Linked DNA regions of Mus musculus: region 2 is linked to region 1. A link is a contact called in public Hi-C data. All regions are on one chromosome and are shown on one strand. The core of a region is the stretch at or near the end of the contact, and the rest is flanking DNA. Distances in the headings are between cores, read along the strand shown.

Region 1 (6,027 bases), core at 898-3,397:
AAGAGGAACACTCTTCCTTTGCTCTTGGGATTGCAAACTGGTACAACTACTCTAAAAATCAATCTGGCAGTTCCTCAGATAATTGTAAATACTTGTACCTGAATACCCAGTTGTACTGTTCCTGGAAATATACCGAAAATATATCCCACCATACCACAAGGGCATGTGTTCTACTATATTCTTAGTACCTGTGTCCATGATAGGAAGAAACTGTAAACAACCCATATATCCTTCTACCTAAGAATGGATACAGAAAATGTGGTTGATTTACACAATGAAATATTATTCAGCTATCAAAAACAAGGACATCATGAATTTTGCAGGAAAATAGATGGCACTAGAAAATATCATTTTAAGTTTGTTAACCCAGGCCCAAAAGGACCTGCATAATATGTACTAATTTATAAGTGGATATTAGTCAAACTGTACAGAACATCCATGATACAACCCACAACTGTAAGACGTTTAACAAGAAGGAAGTCCCAAGTCAGGATGCTTCAATCTCACTTAGGAAAAGTAACAAAGTAATCATGGGAGGAAGAGGGAGGGAGGGACCTGAGTGAGAGAGGGGAATTGGAGGGGAAAAGGGGGCAGGATTAGGCATGGGAGCAGACGAAGAGAAGTCTAGACAGCCAAATGAGTAAATTTTCATGCAGCTGCTTAGGAAGGAGAATGAAGGAAACTGCCATAATGTCCCAGAGAGACATGGGATGCTAAAGGCTACCAGGACTGAATGGTGAAGACCTTAGCTGAAATACGCAACAATGGGGAAAATGAACCTGAAGAGACTACCTCCAGCAGATAAACAGGGCCTATAATTGTGGGGTGGGATGACAGACCCACTTTCAGACTTTTTGACCCAGAATTGTTCTTGTCTAGAAGAAATGCAGGGAAAAAGATGGAGCAGAAACTGAATAAAATGACAGCCAGTGATCAGCCCAAATTGGAATTCCTTCCATATATGGGCACCAAACCCTGACACTATTACTGATGCCATGTTATGCTTGCAGACAGGAGCATAGCATTGTAGTCCTCCGATAAGCTATACCAGCAACTAACTCAGACAGTTGCAGATACTTACAGCCAACCATTGGACTGAGGATGGGGACCCCTATGGAAGAGATAAGGGAAGGATTTAAGAAGCTGAAGGGGGTGGCAACCCCATAGGACTACCAACACTGTCAACTTCCCTGGTCCCCTGGGTGCTCCCAGAGACTAAGCCACCAACCAGAGCATACATGATCTGTGACCTCCTGCACATATGTAGAGGAAGAATGTCTTGTCAGTTCTCAGTGCGAGTGCATGTGCCTAATCCTGTAGAGACTTGATACCCCAGGGGAGAGGACACACTGGGTGGATGGCTGGGTATGTGGGGTGGGTGGGTTAGTGGGAATTGTTGGGTGGGTGGGGGAGTATACTCTCAGTGGCACTAGGGAGGGAGTATGGGGTGAAGGACTTTGGGAGGGGGACCAGGATGTGAGCAAAATTTAGAATGTAAATAAATGAAATAATTTTCAAAATTTTAAATTTATTCAAATTAATTAAATGTTTAATTAATTTATGTTACTGATTTTTGTTAATGAATTTACCTTGGCTAATTGTGAGTCAGTAAGATCAATCTGTGTGTAAAATGCTTGCTGAGGAATAATTAGAAGCTGATTTTATAGCTCAGCACTAACATTAAATTCAGAAATTGTTCAAAAAGCCTGTAACCTCTGAACTGTGGTAGAGGAATTGAGAGAGGCACATAACAGGGACTCACGGGGAATCCAGCAAAGAAGAAACAGTGAGCTTTGGATGCCTTGAGGAAACACCCTTTTTTTTTTTAATAAGTAAACGATTGAATGAGGAAGTTGTTCCACATCAACCTCCATCCTCCACATAAGCAATAGCATTATGTGTATGTGTACATGCTACTCAGTCATACACATATGAGAACACACAGACAAACATGTTAACACACACATATCCATGAATAAACACTGCATATGCTATCTATCACACATGAATATACACATGTACTCATACATAACAATACATATTTGTACTTACAATTGCCTATATAGATTTTGCTTTTGCAGGTTTTTATGTGACCATGGCTGAACACAAACTCACTGTGTAACTCAGGGTGAACTTGAACTACTTACTGATTCATCTGTCTCAACCTACTATTTATATGCCTCTGAGGATTGAATTCAGAGATGCCTGGATTCTAGATAAGCTTTTAACCCCTGACCTACATCCCTAACTTTGCCTATTGATTTCATGTCATGTTGTTTCCAAACCAGAATTGATCAAATGTAATATGACCTTTAAACTATTGAGCAGACCTTACAAGCCACCATGTGTAAATATTGGATTCCATAGTTCTATATTACATGTCTAAGTTTGCTTTCCACTGCTGTGATAAACAGCCTGATCAAAAACAGCTTGTGAAAGAAGGCATTTGTTATACCGTATAAATCCATCCTGGAGGGAAATTGGTGCAAAAACTCAAGACAAGAACTGAAGCAGGACAAAAAGAAGATCAAAATCAACCACAGTTATTTAGAAAAATACCAAAACCTCTAGTGTCTAATCAGAGATGTCTAGCAGTTACTTAAAGCAGGGTAACAAGCCTTCTCCACTTTACCATCCTAGGGGAGAATTTTCTTTCCTTCTTTATAAATTTTTTTTTCTGGAGCTAAGAGAAATTTAAATTACAGGTTTCTAGTGCGAACTACTTCATCTACATTAAACAGAACTTGCACTCTAAGCATATAGCAGTGTACTGACTTGTTTTGTGTGTCAACTTGACACAAACTGGAGTTATCTCAGAGAAAGGAGCCTCCCTTGAGAAAATGCCTCCAATGATATCCAGCTGTAAGACATTTTCTCAATTAGTGATCAAGAGAGGAGGGCACATTCTGGGTGTTGCCATCCCTGGGCTGGAAGTCGTGAGTTCTACAAGAAAGCAAGCTTAGAAAGCCAGGAAAAGCAATCCAGTAAGCAGCACCCCTCCGTGGTCTCTGTCAGCTCCTGGCTCCAAGTTCCTGCCTTGTGAACGTTGCTATCCTGGCATCCTTTGGTGATGAACAGCAATGTGGAAGTATAATCTGAATAAACCCTTGTGCCCACACTTGCTTCTTGGTCATGATGTTTTGTGCAGGCATACAAACCCTGACTAAGACAAGCAGTGAAGATCATGTCTCAAGAGAAAAGTTCAGAGACCATGGAAGATCACTTCTTCTTGGCTTGCTCCTTAGGGCTTCCTCAGTCTTCTTAATTATATTATGCAGGATCAGCTCCCCAGTGCTCATAACTCCAACATTTTGGTCCTGAGCCATCTGACATCAATCATTAATCAGGAAAATAGCCTTCAGATTTGACTAAAGTCCTGTATGTTGGAGATATTTTCACAATTGTTATTCCCTCTCCTCACATGACCCTGGGTTATGACCCTAGTTTCATAAGAAACTAATCTTCTGTGTAGATTTTTGGTGTCTGGGTTTGTGGGTTGGTTGTTATTTTTTTCAGTGAATCAAAAATTGTTTCCAGCCTGCCATCTCTGTACCCAAAAGTAACTCTATAGAGTCAGTAATGCTGAATACAATTCCTTTTCCTCTATTTTACCTCTCTGTTTTCTTAGAAAAAAAAACGTAGCTCTTTAATATTCATCTATTTCTTTGTTTTATTAAAGCCCTTCATTTAGGTCATTACTCTTAAATACTTGTATATCTTATAATCAGCTCAGAAGTTATACATTTTTTGAGAGGGATTCAGGAGACACAGGATGAGTAGAAGTGAAAAATAGAGAGGGATTTTAAAAAGGTAAATGCAATAATCATATAGGGCACTCTCAAAACAGTAAAAATGAATAATTAAAATAATTCTTTAAATTATGATACGCTGAAGACTTTAAATTAGACCATAGAAAAGACGTAAGTTTGGGATATGACATATGTCATTGCTCAAGGCTAACTTCCTAAAGTAGCAACTATTCTACTATCTAGTCAGTTCTGGTATTGATGCAAGCATTTAGTCACAATTTTGGAATTTTGGTTTCTTTAAAAACAGAGAAATATTATAAAAATGTTTTCATTTTAATCCCATTCATGTAATATGAGGCTGCTTCAGATTGCACACAGCAGTTGACTGTGATTTGCTTCACTCTCTTTCACAGGCATGATATTGCAAGATGGAGATTGTGTCTATGAATATATGGTTTGGAATTCTGGGGATATTTTAGAGGATATATCAATGCCACAAAAGGTAGTGTAGGTTGTTGGGTGTTGATTCATTGTTGTTGGTCAATGTTATCCCATGTTGTTAAGTACTCATGTGCAGAGAAGAAAAATCAAGAAGAAATTAAATACGCTAAGGTTGAATATTAAATTTGCATTGAGGAACTCGATGAGCCTAATCAGCAGGAAATAGTCAAATGATAACATAGCCACCTTTGCTCTCTATTCTTTTCTCTTTCCTGATTAGTGATAGAAGATTGAAATGTGGAAGAAACGGGGAGGAAAAGCATGAATGAAAGAAGAACCATCAAGATAGCAAATATCAGCTACACAAGTCTTCCCCAGATTTTTGTGTTTTTTGTCTATGTCATTCAGGACAGTTAATGAGGTAATCCTAATAAGACATCAAATGTGATAAGGCAGTGAAATAGATACTTGAGAGTGCATGTACCTGTGGTATGAAACATTCAAACTGACCAGGTAATAGGACAGAATTCCAAGGAAACACCATGTGATTATTGGAAGATACAAGCTGTCCCATGGAGTCATCTGCAATACCACATGTGAAGATCTACTGTTTTTCCCCCATAGGTTAATAAACATTCTGTGCATTTATACCTGTTTGCTTCTTGCTTATAATGCATCTGACTCAAGTAGACTGACCTATTGATAAGAATGGTTCCTAAGAAAGCTTTTTCCTATTCCATCTTAGAAGTCATAAAGACTAGAACCAGCTCAACACTAAGTCATAAATGTCACGATGTTATGGATCTACATAAATATCGACCACAAATACTTGATGTTGGAACAGAACAGACAAAATGTTCACAATATGACATATGAGGATTCATGTCCTAAGCCAGCGAGAATGTAGCTGGGCAAGTTCACATTGAATGTTGAAGGATAATGCATGGTTTCAATGCTATGTGCTTCTGAGACAATGTGAGGCATAAGGTCATACATAATCTAGGAAGGCATTCTAAATTGTCTAGAGTTTTTCTGCCATGGCTTATCGTTTCTGATATTTGAATATCATATAGGATTTCTTTACATTTTTCTTTCCTTTCTTTCTTCTTCTTTCTTTCCTTCCTTCCTTCCTTCCTTCCTTCCTTCCTTCCTTCCTTCCTTCCTTCCTTCCTTCCTTCTCTCCCTCTCTCTCTCTCTTTTTATTTCTTTTTTCTTCCTTTATTTTCTCTTCTTTCTTTCTTTCTTTCTTTCTTTCTTTCTTTCTTTCTCTCTTTCTTTCTCTTTCTTTAGTTTCTCTTTTTTCTTTCTTTATTGATTCTTTTTAAAAGTAGAGCCTGCAGAGATGGTTCAGTGGTTAAGAACAAATTTGGATCTTTCTGTTGACCAGGGTTCAAGTTTCAGCTCCTACATAGAGGCTCACAACAAAGTGAAGCTTCAGTATTGTGAGATTACATACCCTCTTCTGTCCTATAAGAACTCTGCAAGCACACATTGCACAGACAATCAGGCAGGCCAAACAACTTTGTATATAAAATACAATACATATATTACATAAATATGTTTTTGGGAAAGCAAGAGAGGTTTTGTCTCCTAAATGTCCCTATAGTTTTATTAAAATTTATTATTTGTTTATATGTACATTGGTGTGTGTGTGTGTGTGTGTGTGTGTGTGTGTGTGTGTATGTATGTGTGCGCACACACACACGAACCATGTTTCTCCTGTGGAGGTCAGAAATCAATTCGTATAATCAGTTTTCTCCTTTTACCATGAGGATTAGGGAAGTAAATTTGGGTCACCCACCTTGGTAGCAAGCACTCTTAATCTGCTGAGCCTTCT
Region 2 (5,900 bases), core at 3,305-5,804, 84 kb after region 1:
TCACTAGATAGGTGTCCTGGTTACCTGGAAACTTCTCTACACTTCTGCTTCTGATGCTCCCCAATAACATGGCTCTTGATGAAACACATCTCTTCCAAGGACTGATCAATGAGGGATAGATTGGATTCCTGGTGAAGGGAGTTACTCAATACTTTAGACCGAGGAGAACATCCAAATGTCTCTGGCACATGGAATCTGGACTGGCAACACAGTCAGGAACTTCACCACCACTGGGGTAGGTAAGCCTATTGTGAGGTCCGCTTCTAATTCTAGTTGTTGACCCTTCTGATATTCTCTAGCTCGTCTATTCTTGAACCAGGTGTGGAGAAACAAAGGAAAGGACAGCTCATAAATGGTCAGTTGCACCCTCTGGGCCCCTGTTTGGAACTAAAAAATGGGCCCTGGGGAAGAGAGGGGAGGGGCAAGGCCTACGCCTCGCCAGAGTTCTACATATACTCTGGTCATGTGGACATTGGAGTGCTGCCATATACTCTCCACTCAGCCCCAGTTGGGAATTCAAGCCTTTGACTCACTTTTGGGGGGTGAATAAGGGGCAGCCCAACCTGGGAGCCTCGGGGATACTTTCCTAAAGCCCAGGGGTTATGGGAGAGAGGGATGTGGGATGAGAGGTTCCCACACCAGTGAGAGTGAGCACAGCGGATCTTGACTGGAGCACAGGAAGGCCTTCCATCAGGAGATTAGAAAGGGCTCATTAGAAAAAAGCCTATCCCATCCTCCAAGGACAGTGGGCCTTGATGAGCAGAGACATTCTATGTTTATAGTGCTTTATTATAGACGACAGGGAGAAAGAGAGAAGGTAGAAAAGACAGAGAGAGGGGGTGAAAGACTAGAAAGAAAGCGAATAAGGGGGAGAGAGGAATGGAGGGGAGGGGAAAGGAAGGGAGGGGAGAGGAGGGGAGAGGAGAGGAGAGGAGAGGAGAGGAGAGGAGAGGAGAGGAGAGAGCAGTGAGAGAGGAGAGAAGACAAAGGGAGAAGAGAGAGGAGTGAGAAAGGAGAGAAGAAAGAGAGGGGTGAGTGGGTGAGAGTGAGAATTAAGAGAGAGACGAGTAAGAAGTGAGGTGGAGATGAACAGCCATTTTTATGGTCTTTACTTTTGCTAGATAACAGGGGAAGAGTTTAGCCTGAAGGTCAGAAGCTTGGGACATTGTCTACGTGACTTCTATCAATGCTTCTCTTGTGGGGGGGTTGTGGGGGTTGGTAACTTAGGCAGGAGATAGAGTTCGTGTAGCATGAGGAAAAGCCTACCATGTCATGTAGGTGAATTGTCACCCTCTCAGAGTTCAGGCCTCAGCTCAACTGGAGACCAACCTGTCTGTGCACAGCCCAATGCCCCAAAGGCCCCTAATATGAAAATGCTGAGTAAAAAACCTGGGCCTGGGTCTCCATCACAGAACTCTAAGGATACTAGACAGGCAAAATGACCTGGGCACAAAACCCACAGACTAAGAAAGATTCAATTTGGAGTCATACATTTTGAGGATGACCCTGATCACTAAGATTCGCTGACACTGTGGAATACCAGTATCCCTCTCCAGTATAACAGAGTTCTGAATTGATATAAGTACAGCCTTGCATATATATTTATCACCCTTTTACATCAAGGTACTGTGTCAAGGAATCCAAATCTATTGACAGACACCAAAATGCAAAAGTCAGGAAGTGTATAGGTGACTCATGGGGGAGTGGCTATTTGAAACAAAAAAGTGCCATATCTTTATCTGTGTCCCCATCATGCCCCGAGGTGGGTTTCCCATAAGCAGCAAAAAGTTGGGTCCTGTTTAGGTAGACAATCTGTTAGTCTACGTCTTTTTATTGGGAAATTAAGTCCATTGATATTAAGAGATATTAAGGAAAAGTAAATGTTCCTTCCTGTTATTTTTGTTGTTAGTGTTGGGATTCTGTTCTTGCGGCTGTCTTCTTTTAGGGTTGTGGAAGGATTCCTTTTTTGCTTTTTCTAGGGCATAATTTCCATCCTTGTGTTTGTATTTTCCCTTTATTATCCTTTGAAAGGCTGGACTTGTGGAAAGACATTGTGTAAATTTGGTTTTGTCATGGAATACTTTGATTTCTCCATCTATGGTAATTGAGAGTTTTGCTGGGTATAGTAGTCTTGGATGGCATTTGTGTTCTCTTAGGGTCTGTATAACTTCTGTGCAGGATCTTCTGGCTTTCATGATCTCTGGTGAGAAGACTGGTGTAATTCTATTAGGTCTGCCTTTTTATGTTATTTGAACTTTTACCCTTACTGCTTTTAAATTCTATCTTTATTTACTGCATTTGTTGTTCTGATTATTATATGTCAGGAGGAATTCCTTTTCTGGTCCAGTCTATTTGGAGTTCTGTAGGCTTCTTGTATGTTCCTGGGCATCTCTTTCTTTAGTTTAGGGAAGTTTTCTTCTATAATTTCATTGAAGATATTTAGTAGCTTTTAAGTTGAAAATCTTCATTCTCATCTACACCTATTATTACCCTTAGATTTAGTCTTCTCATTGTGTCCTGCCTTTTTCTTTGACCCTGTTGCTACTAGCACAAGACCCTCTGGGTTTTTTGTTTGTTTTTGTTTGTTTGTTTGTTTGTTTGTTTGTTTAGAACAGATGTTGAATTCCACTCACCAGTGATCTCAAGGTCCTGGGTTTGCTATGGTGCCTGCAGTATGTAGAATCCTCTGGGGACCTTGGGAGATAGCGCCCAGGATGTGTTGTAAATTTCTATTTCAATTTATGATTTGATTTGTGTGTGTGTGTGTGTGTGTGTGTGTCTGTGTGTGTGTGAACCCAATGTCTGGGTTTGGTGGCTGTTTATTGGATGGATCCCCAACCAGGTGGGGCTGTCTCTGGATGGCCTTTCCTTCAGTGTCTACTCCACACTTTATCTTCTATTTTCTCCTGTGAGTATTTTTTATAACCACTTTTCTAAGTGCCCCCTTTCTCTCTTATTGACTTCCAATTAGCCTGTTGAAAGTTAGAGCTGCTCTCCTGTGAGACTATGTCGGGGCCTAGCAAACACAGAAGTGGATGATCACAGTCAGCTATTGGATGGGTCACAGGGCCCCCAATGGAGGAGCTAGAGAAATTACCCAAGGAGCTAAAGGGAACTGCAACCCTATAGGTGGAACAACAATATGAACTAACCAGTACCCCGGAGCTCTTGTCTCTAGCTGCATATGTATCAAAAGATGGCCTAGTCGGCCATCACTGTAAAGAGAGGCCCATTGGACTTGCAAACTTTATATGCCCCAGTACAGGGGAACGCCAGGGCCAAAAAGGGGGAGTGGGTGGGTAGGGGATTGGGGGGGTGGGTATGGGGGACCTTTGGGATAGCATTGAAAATGTAAACGAGGAAAATACCTAAAAAATTAATTAATTAATTAATTAATTAATTAATTAATTAATTAAAAAAAGAAAGTTAGAGCTGTGCAGCTCCTGCTGAGATAGTACAAAATACTTACTTTGTACTTAATACTTTGGGTTTAGAGGAGGAAGTGCTAAGTGTCAGAAACTGCAGTTTCTGGCCTCAGGGGATCACAGAAAGCAGGTCAGCTACAGTAGCATAGTAACTTATACTTAGATAAGTAAACTTTTTAATATATAGCAACGTGAAATATCTTGTAAGACAAGTTCTTATCCCTGAATCATTAGACCAAGTGTTACCCTTGCCTGATGCTCTTCCCCATCTGCTGCCTTAAGAAGAACTAAGGAAAAAGTAGACTCCCACGCTGGGGCTGGCCTGCAGCAATATCACAAACTTAATTTCTGCTCCGCTCTGCATTGATGGTCATTAAGCATGGGGTGGGCTTCTAACCTGAGAGTGCAGGTTTGTTGAGGGAATGACCTGAAGATGTTGGCCTTGTTAGGAATTAGCCTAGGGACTAGAGCTATGCTCTGGTTTTTTTTAGGTAGTGGGGGGAAACTTGGAAACTAATGTTAAGTACCAGCCTGTTAGTTTACCTGAGTTCAAACTTAGCTCAGGTTCTCTGAAATGGAGTCTGAACTTAAAAGAATTAGAATATCACCCCTCCCCAAGCTTGCTCATGTGACTAGAAGTCCCAACCTTGGGACTTCATGAAGCTTCATGAAAACAGTTAGTAGCAGGGCTATGACTTTTTGGTGTCTCTTGGGGAGAGGTACCATCAGTGGGAAACAGGAGGGAGTCTTGAGGATTAATTCTTCTGCTGTCTAGCATCTTCTTTAACTATGAACAGATGTTTAGTGGATCTATATTGTAACTGTGTAGCACAGATACCCTTTTAGTAATGCTGTAGTGACCTCTAGCAGTGTCTTTTGATTTGGGCCCAATCTCCCAAGGCTAAAGTTGGTGGAGTCCAGAGGTGGATCTGCTTTATGGAAAGAAAGAAGTTTAAGCCAAACACATTTGTATACCCATTGGACACCCTCAAGATTGTATAATAATTAACAATTATCTGCTTATGGAATAACTTCGATCAATAGGTTAACCAAACATATTCTGTAAATAATGAAGGAAAGAAGCATCACCTTGTTACCATCAGTCTCCAAGGTCAATTTAGTTATGGGTCCTGTTTATGGGTTTTTTAAGGTTCTGTTTATCTTTTCTACCTATCCTGGACTCTGGTGTCTGTAAGAACAATGAAGTTGCTAATCAATCCCTAGAATATTAGTTAATCTCTAACTTACCAGGGCCACAAATGAGGGTCAACTGTTGAACTCTTTAAGTGTAGAAAAACTGTACCTTGGAAATTTTTCTTTCCGTAGTTTATTTATTACTGTCTCTACATCTCAGGCTTAGTTGGGAAAGTCTTAGTCCATCCTGAAAGATATGTATAAATACCAGCAAATATTTGTAGACTCCTGGCTTGGTGCTCTGGTATTGAGTACAGGGGTCCTTCTAATTGGCAAATGCATTAGTCGGTTGACAGGCCTTACAGTTTTTAACAATTTCAGCTATTTTTAAATTGCCATCTCTTACTTTTTTTTGGGGGGGGGAGCAGTTTTTGAAAATTATTTTCTTTTTTTAAATTAGGTGTTTATTTCATTTACATTTCCAATGCTATCCCAAAAGTCCCCCACATACTCCCCGACCCACTCCCCCACCCACCCAATCCCACCTCTTGGCCCTGGTGTTCCCCTGTACTGAGGCATATAAACTTTGAATGACCAATGGGCCTCTCTTTCCACTGATGGCCGACTAGGCTATCTTCTGGTACATATGCAGCTAGAGACACAAGATCCAGGGGGGCTGTACTGGCTAGTTTTGTGTCAACTTGACACAGCTGGAGTTATCACAGAGAAAGGAGCTTCAGTTGAGGAAATGCCTCCATGAGATCCAACTGTAAGGCATTTTCTCAATTAGTGATCAAGGGGGAAAGGCCCCTTGTGGGTGGGACCATCTCTGGGCTGGTAGTCTTGGGTTCTATAAGAGAGCAGGCTGAGCAAGCCAGGTGAAGCAAGCCAGTAAAGAACATCCCTCCATGGCCTCTGCATCAGCTCCTGCTTCCTGACCTGCTTGAGTTCCAGTCCTGACTTCCTTTGGTGATGAACAGCAGTATGGAAGCATAAGCCAAATAAATCTTTTCCTTCCCAACTTGTTTCTTGGTCATAATGTTTGTGTAGGAATAGAAACCCTGACTAACACAGGGGCACTGGTTAGTTCATATTGTTGTTCCACATATAGGGTTGCAGATCCCCCGAGCTCCTTGGGTACTTTCTCTACCTCCTCCATTGGGGTCCCTCTGATCCATCTAATAGCTGACTGTGAGCATTCACTTCTGTGTTTGCTAGGCCCCGGCATAGCCTCACAAGAGACAGCTATATCAGGGTCCTTTTAGCAAAATCTTGCTAGTGTATGCAATGGTGTCAGTGTTTAGAGGCTGATTATGGGATGGATCCCCAGGTATGGCAGTC

What was found. A called contact is a pair of places that touch in the nucleus more often than the background predicts.
Region 2: a contact with region 1 is called in a Hi-C map of liver, with 12 times the contacts expected there. The contact joins the enhancer-like site here to the promoter of Sult2a8 in region 1. A contact is called at or near these places in 4 of 39 promoter capture datasets (cranial neural crest, liver and pre-B cells), 10 of 484 Hi-C or Micro-C datasets (Kupffer cells and liver), 4 of 115 datasets of contacts at active chromatin or transcription factors (hepatocytes and liver) and 2 of 9 other capture datasets (adipose tissue and pancreatic islet).

The regions. Positions count from the first base shown.
Region 1 is chr7:14,436,404-14,442,430 of GRCm38.p6, forward strand. It overlaps Sult2a8 (sulfotransferase family 2A, dehydroepiandrosterone (DHEA)-preferring, member 8), which reads right to left and starts at 2,148. Exons shown (of 7, transcript NM_001199306.1): 1 at 2,053-2,148.
Region 2 is chr7:14,518,352-14,524,251 of GRCm38.p6, forward strand. It overlaps the pseudogene Obox4-ps1. Among named protein-coding and RNA genes, the nearest start is that of Gm38596, 12 kb to the right of the region's middle. Within about 2 kb of position 4,555, at least 2 of the 459 cell types and tissues checked have an H3K27ac peak or open chromatin away from gene starts, as enhancers often do. A contact at or near this core is called in hepatocytes and liver, where this site is marked.